Regions from separate parts of the Mus musculus genome. Here regions 2 and 3 are each linked to region 1. The links are chromatin contacts, called in public HiChIP or PLAC-seq and promoter capture Hi-C maps. All regions are on one chromosome and are shown on one strand. Each heading gives the region's core, a stretch centred on a gene start, on an enhancer-like site or on the middle of the called end of the contact. The rest is flanking DNA. Distances are from core to core; before and after follow the strand shown.

Region 1 (3,918 bases), core at 657-3,156:
TTCTCTTGCTGTTCTTGCAGAGGACCTCAGTATGATTCCCGGCATCCACACCAGGGGACTCACAACTGCAGATCCAGGGGATCCAATGTCTTCTTCTTGTCTCCACGGGCACCAGAACACACATGGCATACACTCACACAGACACACAAGCCAACATATAGAATGAAAAGAAATCTTTAAAAAAGATGTTTTATATTCCACATCTTTGTATCTTTGCCATGGTAAAAACAATCCTCTAGGGATTGGGAGTGTGGGGGAGGGTTGGGCCAGTGTGTATAGCATGGAAGAGGTCCAGAGATTCTAGAAACTGGCTTCTACTCTCCAGATCTCTTGGTCTGTGTAGCGCATACTGCTTCTTCAGAGCTGACCCCCGGCTTAGATGTGTCTGTGCTCAGACGACGCTTTCTCCCCATCCCCATCTTTGCATCTCTCTTTGGGTCCAGAATAGGTTTTATCTTTGTGAGTTCTTCTTTATGCAGCACATTACGAGCTTCAGCATTTTTCTGTTGCCCTAGAAAGACTATCTCTCTGAGGTCTGGTACTGTTTCCCTTTTCACAGCACCTCATAAAGGGCTTCCTTAGAGCACACCCTTTCTGTTCCACTACCCTGGAGGTACTGGAGGGAAGCATCCCGGGATTCCTACTGCCTGCATCCTGGGACTCCTACCGCCTCCATCACTATCTCCATCCTTCTGCATTTTTCCGAGGTTTCATTTTGTAACACGAAGTGCTTCACCTGGAATCGGTTCTAATTCTCCAAAGCATTCCAGAGAGACTCTTAGCGTTTTTATTCCCCTAAAGCATTATTTGGCGGTTTTCTCTGGTTTTCTCTTAGAAGCACACTTCTCTTGTTTTGATTGTTCAGGTCCTTTGTCTTTCCCACTTTTTCACTTCCTTAGCTCACCTTATTTTATAATTAAAGTACCTCTTCTGTTCAGCAGAGGGCTCCCTTTCCATCCGTGCTTGTAGCCCTAGCATCTAGGATTTGAAGCTTGCGCTCCTCGACTTTCTCTGTCGACACTAGATCACTTAACTTGGAAACAATCCCACCTAGCTTGGTGTGGCTGCGCTAAGGGTCCCTCTGCTGCGGACATTACTCCGTTCCTCTAGGATTGAACATTCTTTGGATACCCTCCCAGTGTTCCTGAAGCCATTTCACTCCCTGGATCCCCTGCTGGTTCTTCATACGAGGTTCGGTAGGGTGCACATCACTAACGTCAATTTACAGCCGAGGAAACTGAGACTTAGAGAGATTCACCCAAGATCTTGTAGCTTGTGAGGTTAACTAGCAACCGGTCAGCTCTGGCTTTTCGGTCCAGCCCAGCAGCTTAGCATCTCGCTGTTGCTGGAGTTGATTACAATCTCCCGGGTTTAGTACGCGGTCCTTTTCTCATTCATATTTCAAATCCACAGGCAGAAAAATGTTTCTACACAGCTAAAGGGGCTGGGGTATTGGGGACCCCAGGGTGTGTGTTGGGGGGAGAGCTTTCTCAGGCTCCAAGTTGGGGTCGGTTTGAGATGGGGATGGCAGAGAACGGTAAGGTAAAACCTAGCAAAAGATGGCAAAGGCTAGAGACCTAGGACAGAGGCAGCTTCTGTCCACCCATCCCCATAGCTCGCAAGCTAGGGGCCGGAGTTCTGCTAGGGGGCGAAATCGGGATGCAGGGCGCCCCCTCGCGCTCTCCCGCTCTCCTCCGGGCTGGCGGGTGAAGCGCCAGCAGTCGCAGGTCCTCTCCATCCCCCTCCTCCTTTTCTCCCCCGCTCCCCTCCTTCTCTCCTCTGGCTTCCAACTCCTCCCCCACGCCTCCCCCCCACCCCACCGCCTGCTCCCTCACTCTCCTCCTCCCGGCTCGCTCCGGCGCGCGGGGTCTGGAGCTAGTTGGAGCGCGGGGGTTGGTGCTGGAGCCCAGCTCCGCCGAGCCCCGCCGGTCGGCCGCGCATCCAGCGGCTGTTGGAGCAGCCGGAGCGCAGCCGGGCCCGACAGGAGTCGGAGACTGCGGCGGAGCGCTGAACCCGTAGTCCGGAGCCTTGCTGTTCGGCCGCCCCATTCCCAGACCGGCCACCAGCCCTCGGGTTCGTCGCTGTGGTCCGCACCGCCCTGAGCCCAGGGCCGCGGGGAGCCCGGCACCTGCGCGTGCTGCCGGGAGGTGAGTCCGGGAGCTTCCGGAGCTTTTTCCCTCGCCAGCTGGGGCTGTGAGTTGCAAACTTCAGCAACTAGGATAGGTAGAGGGGTGGGAGTCCGGGGGCGCTGGTAAGTTGGAGGCACGTTGGGGAGGCTTCAGGGGGCTGGAGCGCGGGTCCCGGGGCTGTCTGGGGCTACCTCGGCTGGGGCGCCACCGGAGCTGCTGCGTTCCTGACACCCGCTCGCTCTGGCTTCTGGCTCCACTGGGCTGCGATCAGCGCGTCTAGGCTGCAGCCGCGGCGGAGACCCAGATCGCGGGCCTGGAGTAGGGGGACTGACCAGGGAAAGGCTGGGGGAGCGAGGGGGCAAAGGAACGGAGACTGGGCCGAGACAGAGGTTCAGCAGAGGGCGGGCGGGGAAACCTGGCAGAGGAAGAGTGCGGGCGGCGAGGCGCGTGGGAACGCGTGGCCGGCCCAGAGTGTGAAATCTCCCGCGCAGGGACGTCCCCCATGCCGCCGCCACCAACCCGGCCCTCGCCTGATTCTTCCTAGACCCCTCCACCCCCTAGGCTACTCCAGCCTTAACTGGGCCCTTCGGAGCCCACAGTGTCCTCTAAGGCCCTGGATGGAGCAGCCCGGGGCCCCTTGCTCCTGCCTCAGCCAGTGAAGCGGGTGCGGCGGCGGGAACCTGGGACTAAAGGGGCGATTTCCTGATTTATTTTTCTCATGGTAATTTGTCTTTGTGATTGGGGCTGCCCATTCACTTTCCGCTCACGTCGTGCGGGAGATCCAGCGCGGAGGGAGGGATGGGGGGGGGGGTTGCGCTTGGGCACAAGGAGGGATGCGAACAGGAAAGGGGATCCGGGGACCCGAGCCGGCGGGAGCGGAGACAGAAGTAGCAGCAGGACCCGCGGAGAAAAAGCGAAGGTGAAGAGGATCGGCAGAACGATGTGGGCTCCGTTGCGGGCCTCAAACTTTAAAGAACCAGACGACCACCTGAAGCGCCGATCTCATCCCTTCTGGTTGCTTTACCGGGGCCCGGTTCTGAGTCGTCTCGCCCCGTTGCGCCAGACATGAGTAGGCGCTGAGTTTGGATCTGGAGCGGTGGCCTCGGGACCTTGCCCCCAGGCCTGCGATCCTCTTCTGGCTTTTGATAATTGGAGAAGAGCCTACAGAGCGCATCTGGTCAGCCCACCTTTAGTGGGCCATGCGCTCTTGGTCAGCCAAATAGGACTGGGGTATTGGAAGTTTGACTGTGTCTAGAACCTACACGATCCTGCCTTCACTGGCCCTAACTCCGATCTCTTTTCTCCACCCTTTTGTAAATTCAATCTCCTTCCACCCGTCTCTGCTCTCCCATTGCCTACCCGCATTCTGTACCGACTTGGACCTCATTCTGCGGTGCTCTGTTCAACCTCCCTACCTACCCACCCCCATCTTTTAGTCCACCCCTTTCCAGTCTTCCTTACCCCCCCTTGTTTTTTTTTCTTGGCATTTACAAGTGGCTTCTTGTCTTTCTGGAGCCCACGACCTTGAGGAAGGGGCAGAGGAGAATTCGAGCTTTAGAGTGGGACCTCACCAGTACGAGGGTGTGTGGGAGGGTGAGAGTAAGAGGCTTGGAAAGAAAACACCCTGTCTCAAATCTAGCTTCTTCCCAGTGCAGGGGAAAGAAGGGTTAAAACCAGAGTACAGTGGTGTGTGTGTGTGTGTGTGTGTGTGTGTGTGTGTGTGTGTGTGTGTGTGTGAGAGAGAGAGAGAGAGAGAGAGAGAGAGAGAGAGAGAGAGAGAGAGATCTGT
Region 2 (3,918 bases), core at 783-3,282, 140 kb after region 1:
AGAGGGAGAGGGAGAGGGAGAGGGAGAGGGAGAGGGAGAGGGAGAGGGAGAGGGAGAGGGAGAGGGAGAGGGAGAGGGAGAGAGAAGCACACTTTCAGATGCTTTGTGGCCACTACTCCGCCATCCCAAAACCCACGTGACAGGAGCGTAGGTGAAGGAGGAGTCTCCTCCTCCAGAACGGAGCACTCGCTCGCTCAGGAGCGAACTCTGTGGGGTTAATACACCGAGCCTTATGAGCAGACTCAAGATCCAGAACGAGCACTGTGATGGGAGTAGACAAGCCCTGTGGGCAGACTCCAGGAGGTACAGGGAAGAGGGACCGTTTGAAGGTAAATCAGGAAGACTGCATCAATTCTTCTGGGGAAAAAAATCCTGCTTGGCTGTGGGGATCAATAGCAAGGGTGGCCCCTATCCAAGGCTGAACAGTTAGGCATTGCACAGAACGGGATGTTCTGAAGTGATATGTATGTCATGCATGTGTAATGTATATGTGTAGGGTGTCTTTATGTGTATGTGTGTGTGTGCATGTGTGTATGTACATGCATGCATGTATGTATGTGTTTCTATATATGTATGTTTATGTGCTTGTGTGTATGTATTGTGTATATGTATTTGTGTGTGTATATGTATTTGTGTGTGTGTAAGTATGTGTATATATATGTGTATACATGTGTGTTTGTATTTATGCATGTATGTGTTTGTGTGTGTATATGTGTATGTGAATGTGTTTGTGTGTTTGTATGTATGCATGTATGTGTTTGTGTGTGTGTATGTGCATGCATTTGTGTGTGTGTGGTTGTTGTGGTTATTGAGACTCCAGCCTAGCACCTTGCAGGTTTGCACTTGCTAGTCATCTTTCAGGCCCCTGGGCAGCCTTCTGATAGTTCTTGTTACAGGATGTGCATGCATGAGAACCCTCTCTTAGTGGCTTTCCCTGCTGTCTGTCAAGATTTGACATACACGGTGACATTTTGATTCTGACACTCTGCACACATCTGAGGTCAATGTGATCATCTTCCTCTGTGATTTTAACTATACTCCTTGGTGGACGAGGGCCGGTGAGCCCTAAAGATAGAAAGGAAGGGATTCTCCAGTCTGGGGCTCACAGTGGGGGAGCTGGAGTCGCTCACTTCCTCTGTTCCCAGTTTGTGTTTCTCCCACCACATCTTACTGCCTGAATGTTCAGGGAGCTTTGGCTCCACTTCTCTTACCATTTGGAGTTTGGTTAAAAACAACATTCGTGGACCACGTTATCGCAAGTGCTTTCAGAACGCAGATCCACAGAGCAGACAGCCATACTGTCAACATGACCATATTTCCTAAGCGAACAGGGAGTTGCCATCCCGAAGTGCATTTTTCAAAGTTGCGGGGGGGGGGGGCCTGTTCGGAAGCTTGGCTCGGTGAGCGATGACCGGAACCCCCGCTCTGAACTGAGCACTCGAAACCATCGAACATTTAATTACCACGTTGGCAAAGCAGTACACATCACCATCTCCACAATGTAACAGCGCAGGGATTTTAAATGCACCCTTAGTTTTCAGAATCTTCAATATTCACAAGGTGTAAAATGAAGCAGCGTTTTAAAGAAAGCGCTTTGCCAAGGCACGGTTCCTTAAAAAAAAAAAAAATCCAACTGAAAGGAAGAAAAATTGCATGTGAACAATATTTATCAGTGCCTACAGTTGACATTAACTATAGTTTTCTATAAAACAACTCAAACCGTCAACATTCCCTTATGAAAGTATACTTGGCCAGAAAACAAAAATCTAGAAACCACAAATATTACAAAAGCAAAGTGCAAAAAAAAGATGTTTTTATTAAAATATCGAACAATCTTTTCATGGTGAGAATATTTAAAACACATAGAACATTTCAAAGTTGTGTGCACCATCAAAGACATTCACCACAAACATCCCTCAGTACACAGACCCATTAGTGGCAGGACCTGTGTACTTGATCCCTGGGCACCAAGTCTCCACAGGGCAGGGGCCAAGCTCCTTCTCTGCACCCATTCATTTCCTATTGCACCATCTTTCACCCTGCACCAGTGAAGTTTGCGCCAGGCACACAGAACGGGATGTTGCCATTCTAAATCAGGTCTTAGAGCTGGAACCAATATAGAGAGATGAACACCAAACCTCTGGGATAGTACTGACCCTTCGTTTTGCTTAGATCCTATCCATAGGGAGTCTAGCATGGTTGCTACATATTGTGCAACAGTCCTTAGAATGGAACCAGGGCCCCAGTGGAAAGGGACTGTTCTTTCCATACAGAGTCAGGGGCTTCAAGGCAGCAAGGAGCACAGAGAAGGGATGAATGGCTTAGAAAAGTGGGGAGGAAACCCAGCCACATTTTGCCTCTGCTTTCCAGAGCCTGCTTTCACCATAACACACGCCTCCAAAACTCTCCCTGGGCTGGGCAGACATCCTAACAAATACATCTACATGACTGGTTTATGGTTTATTTTGTTAACTTGTGAAGCTACTGGGAATTGAACCCACAACCTTACAAATGCTAAGCATACTCTCTACCTCTGAGCTCTTCTCAAACCCTTAGGACCTGGCTTCTAGCTCAATGATGTCCCCTGGGGTCTCAGCTCACGAGCCTCCTCCCTCCATCTCTGCTTCTTCTGCTAGAAGGCTCCTCTGGCCTTGATCCAATGCCTGGCTGTGCACTGGCAGCTCTGAGCTCTCTGGAAGCTTGTTGGAGTTCCCCCGAAACCTTCCACCTCTTTTCAAGCCACGGAAACAGATTTCTCTGCTTTTCCCTTCCAAGGCCACCCGGGAGCAGTTTTTACTCCACGAAGGTCGCATACATTGATTAGTTACAAGCATGGATTTTTAACGGCTTAAGAAAATAGGATTTAGAATATATTTTCCCAAGAGAGAAACATCTCCTATAGAAACCAGGGCAGGGATGGAGAGGAGTCACACGGTTTCCAATAGTCCTTTGGGGTGCCTGTTGGTTTTCAGTTACAGGGTTTGTCTGTTTGTTTTTATGAATAGGCTTATTGGAATACAAATCTCTGCAAGGGCCAAGACGCCAGAGGCATCTCTGTGCACCCTCCGTGTTTAGCCCACTGGCCACCATATAGCAGGAGCCAAATATATGCTGAATTCCTGGATGCAGAGCCTGCCAACCTGATGCTTTTCTTTCTTCTAGAAGCCTTTATGGGATCTGCCTCCTCCAGCATTTAACATCAGCTGTGATGAACCCCACGCCTGACTTTAGAGTGTTCTGTTCTGTCTACATTGTGTTAGAAAGTGGATGGAAAGATCACAGTCCTGCTTTAAGATGAGAGTAGCTTATGGAGAGACACATTAAAGTTTGAACCACCATGCATTTCGGGACTCAGATAACAAAGAACTTACTGGTGCAGGAATATTGATGAGCACATAACGGAGAAAGCCAGCATCAACTTCATTAGTGTAACCTTTCCCCAATTACACAGAAGGACAATTCCAGATGACTGAATGCAGCCCAGTTTCCTGAGGTTTGTGGAGAGATGTTAAACCGGAGCAAACACGGCAAAAAGGACATCTCTGTTCTGAGACAGAAGACGATGTAGGACTGAGACAACAATTGATGTTTTTTTCCCTCTTGAGAAGGACATGCGAAGTTACAAAAGACTCTTGGGTTTGGAGTTGGAGGCTGGGGTCTTTCAGGACACAGCAAGGATTTGGGGAGGGGTAGGGGGACTTATGGCCAAAGACAGTAGGGTTTGTGGGAGAGGGGTGCGCCCACTGGAGACTCTGTGTAGCTTTTTTCTCAGCACTAACTCAGGAAGAGCAATGTGAGTCACTGAGTTCTAAGACATGCTGACCCTCACACCACAGCCAGCACGCATCAGCCAGGTTCTCTGAGCTGCCCCATCCTGGTCAAGATGGGGATCCTGAAGGGCCTCACGAGGCTTCTCCT
Region 3 (3,918 bases), core at 1,047-3,546, 140 kb before region 1:
AAGCAACATCTCAGGGAAGCAGGCTCCAATGGGTGGCAAGTCCTTCTTACGTGACCTTGACTAAGTTCAGCCACCACGCACAAGCTACGTTAACAAATGAGATCATTCTAGAGACTCGTGACGGCTCTGCCAACGTCTCTGAGACAATTCAAGAGTGCCGAATAACCAGGACTCAGAATTCTGCCTGCTGCCGCTCACTAGGCAGGGGTTGCTTTCCAGGGAAAAGAGCCCCGCAGGCCACAGCAGTCATGGCTACTGGTCACTCACCTAAGCAAGTGGCCACCTTCTTATGAGTTGCAAGACTGACGGCTAACGTGGGGGGGTGTAACACTCTCCCCATCCTGCCACTAGATGCTTCTTCACCTCAGGCTTCCCTTTGCATCTTCAGCCCGATTGTTTTATACAACAAGACTTGGAACGAAGTTTGCAAACTCACTGAACATAATCCATAGCTGGCTCGAAGGCCCGTACTATTTGGCCCACATAGAACTTAAAAAGAAAATAAATTTGAATTAGCTGCCAATGTGGAAGGAGCCAGAAGATTTAATATAAAACACTTGGCTTCGAGCTTCCCTACAAACATCAGAAGATTGGATGGCACTTGCCCTGAGTTCCCACAGGCAGCGGCTGGCTAAACAGACGGACATCTGTCTCCTTCCAGGAGGTTAACCCTGACCTTCACCAGCACCCATGATGAGCTCAACTCGCTTGGGCTAGTGGCTGGCCGCGGTGGGTGCCTGAGACCCCGGCTCAATTTCTAATTAGATAGAAACACGAGGCATATGCTCCTGTGGTCGCCCAAGTGTAGAGGTTTCTTTTTCCCCCTCTTTGGGACAAGCACGTCTGACTCCACAGACACTAGCTCTGGGTCCACTGCACCTCTGCTCAGGATTTGATGAACAATTGCTCCAGGCCGCTACACCCCCGCATCCACTTTAAATTATGGATTCCATTTGTATACGTGCCCTGGAGCTGTTGGAAGTATAGTGTATGGTTTTTATAAATCTATTAAATTAAAAATGTATACTTGCGAATCCCTCACACTAGCTGTCAGCCACGGACATGGAATGCAGCGTCTGGCTGCAAAGGGGGAATCCATGCTCCACTTCTATAGGAGCCGCGTGGCCGAGACGCTTCAAGAAGAGTCTGTCCTCTGAGCTGCCCACCTCACCTGCCTGAACAGCCAACCCCTCAAGACCTACCTGTGATCATCACTGGTCACCTGCACTCAACACCCCCACACTACCACAATACTCTACCCAATGGAGCTCTAGCCTTGTCTCCCATAAATGATATGAATTCCTGGACTCTGTGTCTGTGACCCTAAGGGTCCTCAACCAAGGACTTGCTCTGACACCTAAAGTCTTGACCTGAAAGCTTCACCAAGCCCTCAAGTTCTAGAACGAAGGATAATATCAAGTAAAGGGTCAAGGACAAAGTCCCTGGTTTCCAGGACCTTTGAGTGGGACAACTCTGGCTCACGTCTTGGGAGGCCTCCCAGTGGTCACCTGCTCATTGCATCCCTCCTTTGGCTTCTTTCCCTTTCATCTTACTTTCTCAACCTCCTGGGGTACCTCCTGTGAACTCCTCCCAAGAACATCCCACACGGGTCCCAGCCAGCACAGGCCCCGCTTTTGGGAAATTTGAACCGGCAAAGCTGTGATCCAGATTCTGACTTGGCTCCTTTATGGCAAAGGAACTTGTTTAGGGGATCTCATGTAACCCCGTCATGGACTCTATAATATTCCACACCAGGAAAATGAGGAATGGAATAACACCTACTCCATCAAGTGACTGCGAGGATCACATGGCTCACTGTGGGATAAAAGTCTCCACCAAGCTCAGTCAATTCTGCCATTTAGCTGACTAACATTCATGGGGGTCTAAAGCATCAAGATGTTTGGGAGTTCAAGGACAAAGGACGCTTCAGATGGACAGGGGCGCCAAATGGTCTCTAGGTTCTGTGCAGATTATAGCAGTGATGTGAGTCAGTCAGAGCAGGGCACCACAGCCCCATGACTTCTCTTGGAATGACCTCCTTACTTTCACTGGCTCATCCTCCTTGCCCAAGCTGGGCATACCTTAGAGTGAAAGGTGAGGCCCTCATTGCCAGCTCAGCAACCCTAGCCTCTGCTCCGGTCCACCTGTCTTCCACCGTGGGCGGCCCCATCCTCCAGGCCATTGGATAACACCATCTATTTCAATACTCACAGCCTGTAGCCCTTCTCCACCAGCGAGCGAGCGTGTCAACTGATAAAAGTCCCCAGCTAAGCTCCTGGGAGGGGATTTGGGCTCCCTGGCTAAAACATGAGCTGCCTCACACAGCTTTATTGATTCAGTAAAATAAATCTCTGCAGGAGCTAATATTGACTTTGGCTATGAAAATGGAAGTGAAAATCCAACTGCATATTGATTGGGGGAAGGAACCGAGACTGGCTGTTAGGTGGGAAACAAAATACAATTCCAGCTGAGAAGTGGCCGCAAGTGTGCGAGAATGAACGGGGAGTCAGGTGACCTCGTTCTCAAGGACCGGTTATCCTTGGCCAAGGGGCATAGCTCCTCTTCAGGCCATAGTCCCTCCAAAGTAAAAGCAAATGAGGTGAGCCAATGGCTTCCAGACACCAGTGTACAGCTGATGTAAGGACCAGCTCTTACAAGTCTCTAATTTTTGCAAGCATCTCCCATCTAGTCGATTTAACCATGCGGTATGGTACCCTGCTTTGGGCACAGAATGGGCACTGCTCACCTCAGTTTCAGGGCCACACCCTGACCCAGGGAGCTGTGACTATGGCTGCTGAGTATTCTAGGAACCTCAGGTGGGTCAGCTTCCCAGTCAGACAAGACAGTCAGGCACAGTAAGACATGCAATAAAGAAGGGTGGAAGGAGGGGCAGAGGGAATGGGATGAAGGTGTGAACCCAGAAAAGAGCTAGCATATATCAGACAACGGAGAAAAGATGGATATGTGCATGAAGGAAATGGGGCCATGAACATCACAGTGAATGGAGAGGAAGAGGGAGGCTAGCCCTAGGATCCCTAGTGTGAACTTGACAAGCCTGGCTTCAGAAGGCCCTAGCAGTGGTCTAATAGAAAAAACAGGTATCATGGTAATATATGGGCCCTCCAAGATGTCTCTGGTCACCTTAGTCCTTTAGATGATACACACACACACACACACACACACACACACACACACCATATGTGCTGGAATAGTCAGTTCAAACTCTGGCGTTAACTGAAGCCTCAGAATCCCTTCAAGGACCCCCTAGAGCCCATGGGCACTTGAGTAGCCTTAGGACAGAAGGCCACCAACTTTGCTCATTCTCCTGTCTTCCTGGAGCCATTTGTGCTCCAGCTCAGGGGAGACGTGTGATGAGATGGATTGACAACTATCCCAGTCAGGTAAGCAGCCAGGCTATGGCAGACATCATTGGAGCTCCCAGGGCAGAAGCAACCACCAGGCAAGTGCCAGGCCCCCAAAAGAAAAAGTTTGTGGTCCTTATTATCCCCCACTCCACGATGGAGGAGGACCTCAAGGGCTTATCAGGCTTTTACGGAACAGTCATATTCTCTGAGTGCAGGGCAGGGTCTCAGAGTTGAAGTAGGAATCTTGTCCTATGGGTCCTCACTCCCCATATCTGTGCCTGCTCCCAGCCTGGCTTCCTGAATTAGAGAATTCTCCCCATCCTATCCCTGGTGCTCTCTCAGAGTGCAGCAAGGTTTCCTGGCACCTACAGCACCACCTCTGTCATTCTGGAGGTACTTGCAGGCCTACCTCCATTTGTCTCTGTCAAATCCATGCCCAGGACAGCGAGCTATCTCTGTTCACATGCGCAGCCTTACCTGTTCTGTTTTGGTACTACTCTTGAGTTTTCTGGGATAGTCTATTTATTGTGGGAAGTCTGCTTAGCTTGTGCCT

The links. Promoter capture Hi-C pulls out the DNA fragments that hold promoters and counts their contacts. HiChIP or PLAC-seq counts read pairs in DNA pulled down with a chosen protein or histone mark.
Region 2: a contact with region 1 is called in an H3K4me3 HiChIP or PLAC-seq map of embryonic stem cells, with 24 read pairs. The contact joins the enhancer-like site here to the promoter of Sema5b in region 1. A contact is called at or near these places in 15 of 39 promoter capture datasets (the 3T3-L1 cell line, 3T3-L1-derived adipocytes, embryonic stem cells and 7 more), 1 of 15 datasets of contacts at CTCF or cohesin (the NIH/3T3 cell line), 4 of 484 Hi-C or Micro-C datasets (Sertoli cells, cerebellar granule neurons, cortical neurons and 1 more), 13 of 115 datasets of contacts at active chromatin or transcription factors (craniofacial prominence, embryonic forebrain, embryonic midbrain and 3 more) and 2 of 9 other capture datasets (adipose tissue and embryonic stem cells).
Region 3: a promoter capture Hi-C map of liver shows a contact between it and region 1, with 1.8 times the contacts expected there. The contact joins the enhancer-like site here to the promoter of Sema5b in region 1. A contact is called at or near these places in 9 of 39 promoter capture datasets (3T3-L1-derived adipocytes, the HPC-7 cell line, HPC-7-derived erythroid cells and 5 more), 6 of 484 Hi-C or Micro-C datasets (brown adipocytes, embryonic fibroblasts, hemogenic endothelial cells and 3 more), 3 of 115 datasets of contacts at active chromatin or transcription factors (embryonic stem cells, forebrain and neural tube) and 3 of 9 other capture datasets (adipose tissue, embryonic stem cells and liver).

What each region holds. Positions count from the first base shown.
Region 1 is chr16:35,539,456-35,543,373 of GRCm38.p6, forward strand. Sema5b (sema domain, seven thrombospondin repeats (type 1 and type 1-like), transmembrane domain (TM) and short cytoplasmic domain, (semaphorin) 5B) reads left to right here and starts at 1,907. Exons shown (of 22, transcript NM_013661.2): 1 at 1,907-2,147.
Region 2 is chr16:35,684,014-35,687,931 of GRCm38.p6, forward strand. No RefSeq gene overlaps it. Among named protein-coding and RNA genes, the nearest start is that of Gm25967, 36 kb to the right of the region's middle. Within about 2 kb of position 2,033, at least 5 of the 459 cell types and tissues checked have an H3K27ac peak or open chromatin away from gene starts, as enhancers often do. A contact at or near this core is called in 3T3-L1-derived adipocytes, where this site is marked.
Region 3 is chr16:35,399,190-35,403,107 of GRCm38.p6, forward strand. All of the region lies in intron 15 of Pdia5 (protein disulfide isomerase associated 5), which reads right to left. Among named protein-coding and RNA genes, the nearest start is that of Gm25079, 19 kb to the left of the region's middle. Within about 2 kb of position 2,297, at least 2 of the 459 cell types and tissues checked have an H3K27ac peak or open chromatin away from gene starts, as enhancers often do. A contact at or near this core is called in liver, where this site is marked.